Linked DNA regions of Lactuca sativa: region 2 is linked to region 1. The links are chromatin contacts, called in public Hi-C maps. All regions are on one chromosome and are shown on one strand. Each heading gives the region's core, a stretch centred on a gene start, on an enhancer-like site or on the middle of the called end of the contact. The rest is flanking DNA. Distances are from core to core; before and after follow the strand shown.

What was found. A called contact is a pair of places that touch in the nucleus more often than the background predicts.
Region 2: a Hi-C map of leaf shows a contact between it and region 1, with 7 times the contacts expected there. The contact joins the promoter of LOC111892091 here to the promoter of LOC111900976 in region 1. A contact is called at or near these places in 4 of 4 Hi-C or Micro-C datasets (bud, leaf and seed).

Annotation. Positions count from the first base shown.
Region 1 is chr1:203,626,298-203,628,929 of Lsat_Salinas_v11, reverse strand. It overlaps LOC111900976 (serine carboxypeptidase-like 13), which reads left to right and starts at 1,325. Exons shown (of 14, transcript XM_023896842.3): 1 at 1,325-1,544; 2 at 1,613-1,758; 3 at 2,482-2,558. The coding sequence starts at 1,396.
Region 2 is chr1:203,881,749-203,884,380 of Lsat_Salinas_v11, reverse strand. It overlaps LOC111892091 (serine carboxypeptidase-like 3), which reads right to left and starts at 1,327. Exons shown (of 14, transcript XM_052764650.1): 1 at 1,071-1,327; 2 at 855-1,000. The coding sequence starts at 1,201.

The sequences.
Region 1 (2,632 bases), core at 76-2,575:
ACTTCACTAAATCGTGGTTGTGACCAATACGCTTTATTAAATAGGAAAGATATATAATGACAAATTTAATTTAAGATGACTAAAATTTGATTTTCAAAATGATTTGTATAATTTGTATAAATAATGTCCCATGTTTTGAAAACCGGTTCTTGGAAACCAAAAAAACTATTTATCATGTGAACCAGTGAAAACGGGTTAAACCGGTTAAAAAAGAAATTTTAAAAAATATTTTTTTTTCATTTTTTGTATTTTGTATATAATTAAAATTAATAATAATGTAATTATGATATTATCCATTTTTTTCAGTTTTTCAGATCGGTACAACCGGTTAGACCAATTGAACGATTTGGTATGTCGGCCGGTATGGTCTCTGGTCGAATTTTTAAACCTTAATGTCAAAGCATTATTTTAAATGTATATTTAAAAAAGCTAAAAAAAATTGTAAGAAAAAAAAAACTAATATTTACAAAAGTAAGAAAGATACTAAAAAATTGAAATAAAAAATAAAAGTAAAAAAAATGGATATTTAAAATAAAAAAAGGTAAGAAAAATTGAAAATCATGTGAAAGTTTTTTTTGCCTCTTGTCTAATTTTTAAGAGTTTATGGTTTTTTTTAATAAATTAATTTCACATGTCATTTTGTGGTTGCTTTGTATTAAATGAGATTAATTAATTAATTAGTGTATTTATTCTATTAATTTCAAAAATAAAAATTGTAAATGCTATATATACCTTTTTTTCATATGATATCATAAATACACATCCAATTTTGATTGTTTCATCTCAAATTCTAAACTAATCGTATATATAATTTCCAAAATATATACTTTCCAAAATAATATCCTCTTTCTTATACCAAACTTATACAAATTTCTTGACATATTGATTAAAGTCAAAGTTTAACTTAAGTCATAAAAGTCAATTTATATGGATAAAAAGTCATTTGAAATTTAAGTGCAACATCTTAAATAGTTTAGATAGAATAAGAATTAATTACAATCTCAAACAAATTTAAAGTAACTCTCTATAATTGATTTATTCAATGTAATTGATTATAATCGATTTTGATTTAATACAATTTTTAATTTTTTTAACAATTAAACTTTTATTTTAATTAATCCGTATGGTCTCACCCCTAATAAAAAAACATTGGTTAAAAATATTTTTTCCAAACTACACTAAATATTTTTTTTGAATAACGCTGTTGTGATAAAAAAAAAACTCGAGCATCCCTGGTCGACGATCGATCTTACAGTGAGCTTATAAAATTACACAGACGACCCCATCTCTCCTCTTTTTGCACACCTAACCACCATGGCACATCACATCTCCACATATCCACACTTACACCTACTTCTTACACATGTCTACATAAACACATTACACCTACTACTTATGCAGAAAACTCTCGAAATGGAATCAAAACACACTCTGGTTTCCCTTCTAATAATCTTTGCACTTTCCATAAGTGCATCAAACTCAAAGTCAATCGTCAAGAGACTCCCCGGTTTTGATGGTGATCTTCCTTTCAGTCTGGAAACCGGGTATGTCTTCGTTTTCATTGTTTTTTCTGCTTCTGACAACTCATAAATTAATCTTGTTTTATTAAAAGATACATCGGAGTTGGAAAAGATGAAGCAGTGCAGATCTTTTACTACTTCGTTGAGTCCGAAAGAAATCCCTCCGAAGACCCTCTTCTTCTTTACCTCACCGGTGGGCCCGGGACTTCTGTACTTTATTCCATGATGTATCAAATAGGTAATCGTGTATCTAAATTCTTGTCTGCATCTAATTCATTTATCTATTGCATTAAACAACCATATTAATTACACACAAACACACACACACACACTAGAATAAACAATCTCCGGCAGTGACTTCGCCGGAGCTTGTTCACATCGCAACACAGATCCACCTTCCCAGAAACCCTCGCCGGAAACCTAGCTTCCACCGGCGTTGACTTCACCGGAGTCTGATCTTGTTTCTTGTTGATCCCTGTGGTCGGGATGTCTCCTAAACTATATGACTACGTTCCTCATGTTCATGGTTACAAGAATCTAATTTCAAGACCAATTTTCCAGTTTGTTGCTAACATATGAGATAATCAATGTTCGATGAATTTTTTGTCTGGATAACATTTATTAGATGAGGAACAAATTTGGTAACTATTCAAAAAGTTTACTTACATTATTTTAGTGGTTTGATCCGACTTTTGTGTCAATCACGTGATATATTCTTTGGTTATGATTGTCAATTATTTTTAATTTTAACATGGTTTTGAATTTTAGCATTTTTTTACCAAACATGCCAAAATTAAAACTTACTTTAAGGACATTTGTTTCCAATTTTAAAGGCATTGAAGTCTATTATTAAGTTACTTTAATAAGTAATACCAAATTGAATTTTAGCATTTTTGACCAAACATGTCAGTATTTATTTACACACAATTCATTAAAATTAACTAACCATTTTCTTTTGTAGGTCCACTCAATTTCAATTTGGAAACTTCAACGGAGGATAACATTACATTGAAGTTGAATCCATATCCATGGAATAAGGTTCACATTCTCTCACTCGAAACATTTTTCTAAAAATTAATGTTATAAACCTATGGATTTTATGTTCTACATGA
Region 2 (2,632 bases), core at 78-2,577, 260 kb before region 1:
GTAAAAAAAAAGCAAATAATTTGGTAGGCAATGAAACTTACAAAAGAAATGTTAAACTTAAAAAAAAAATGTATTAAATTAGTAGTAAATTAAATAATTAAACATAGATATTACAATTAAAATTATAAACAGATAGATACAAAATCGTTATTTGCTTTGAATGGGCTATTTACCTTTGATTTTAGTAAAAAAAAAACCGAAATTTAAAATAATAATTCAGTTTTAATATATAAAAATCCAAAAATCTGATAAACAAATAATAAAGCTTAATCCAAGTTGGTCTAGGTCTACTGAACAATTCAACTTGATGAATTATGCGCGATACCATTTTTTTTCAAAAGATTATTGGGTGAAATAAACTTTTAATAGTAAAAAAATAAATAAATAAATAAATAAAATGGAAAAAGATAAAAAGGTAACGTTTGTAAATTTGATTTTGGCATTAACTTTTTGGATGATCGTGATGTTTCTAATAGATTTTCATTAAATATAGTGTTTGAACTTTCAATATTATAAGTTGTGTCTTCCTCAGTGAAAAATACTATTGTGGATCCAACGCAAAAGGAGAGGGATATAGAGTGGTGGGGCCAATTTATATCATTATTTTTAATTTATTTACCATTTGAAAACACAATATTCTGGTAAATACCTTTTTCATCTACCACGTTTTGCATTAAAGTACAACCCCACATATACATTCTTTTAATATATTCTCACTCATTCCCGTACTTTTCCATCAATTGCCCGATTTTCCCAAATTTACTGAATGTTACCCGAATTTTTTAAAATTACATACTTGTGAAAAGCTTTTGGTATAAAAGGCTACTAAGTAGATAAAAGATTACAGATTTTACCTATTTGATACATCATGGAATAAAGAACCGAAGTCCCAGGGCCACCAGTGAGATAAATAAGAAGAGGGTCTTCCGAAGGGTTTCTTTCAGACTCAACGAAGTAGTAAAAGATCTGCACAGCTTCATCTTCTCCAACTCCAATGTATCTTTTGAGAAAACAAGATTAGTTTGTGAGTTATGTCTGAAACAATAAAGACAATGTAATCAAATACATACCCAGTCTCCAAAGTGAAAGGAAGATCACCATCAAACCCTGGGAGTCTCCTGATGATCGGCCTTGAGTTTGATGCACTTATGAAAAGTGCAAAAGTTATCAAAAGGGAAACAAGAATGTGTTTGGATTCCATTACAAGAGTTTCCTGTGTATGGAGTAGGTGTGATGCATGTGTTAATATGTAGACATGTGTGAGGAGTAGGTGTAATGTGTTGAGATGTAGACAAGTGATAGTGTTAGGTGTGCGAAAGAGGAGAGATGGGTCTGTGTAATTTTTTAAGCCCCATAATAACATAGTTGACCTAAAAGAAAATTCATACTTTGTAATGGAAGTGAGGATCATCCCACCTACTCCCCACGTGGGAACCGTTTCCACTTTGTTTGTTTTTTTACTACTTTATATTATATACCAGACAGCCGATCGTGAATTGCGTTTTTATTTGTTATCATGGTTGCTAATTTAGCTCATTTCATTACCTACACATTATTATTAAATTTGTTTACTTTATTAAGAAAACTATATTATAAGGCTAATTTTATATGTATCTTCGATTGATTGTTGTATTTCTTGTGTGAATGTGCGACTCTATGTACCCTTATGACCCGATAATTTTTGTGAATGACCGATATATATATATATATATATATATATATATATATATATATATATATATATATATATATATATATATATATATATATATATATATATATAGTAATACCCTATTATTGTTAGCCTGTATGTTATTAGTCTGTATGTTTATGAGCCTTTTAGCCGGGTTTTATCTTAGCTAGTATTTATTCTCACTTTGTTCTTTTTAGCATTTATGTCTTTAATTTGAGAACCTTGCAATTTCTTTCTTTTAATAATCATATGACAATATTATCATGGTATTAGAGTGGACGTTTGATACATTCTTAGAAGGTTTTGTAGCAATCATCTGTGGCGCAGATCGAACTTGTTGTTCGTTTTCTTGTTGGTATTCGTTTGTTGTTGTTGTTGTTGTTGTTGTTGTTGTTAGTTTGTTGTTACTGTTCGATCTCTTGTTGTCCGATTGGTTGCTTCCGTTGGTTTGTTGCTCTTGTCATTCTTTTTGATTGCTTATCTATTGTTGTGGTTTATCCATTGCCAACATGACTGGAAATGATGATTCCATTCAGTCAATCAGTATTCGACTAGATAAAAAAAATTATACGTATTGGAGTTCTGTAATGAAGAACTTCCTTTGTGGGAAGAATATATAGGGCTATGCTACTGAGACTAAAGTCAAACCTTTAATGCCTCAAGCTGAGAATTTCGATTTGTTGGTTGATGTTGTTGGGTTTTGAGCATAATAACATCCTATGGTGTACATGCAACCTTAATTGATTTGGATCTAGGTTTTGTTTTAAATTCTAATTTGAACATACAAATATGAGCACCAAAGCAATAACCCTATAGACTAACATATAACAATCAAAATTGACATATAAACTAGGGTTTAGATCTTACCTCTTTTGTTATGTAGCAACAAGTTCACCTTGAATATCCTTGACCTTAGAAAGCTTAGTGCCTCAAATGTTG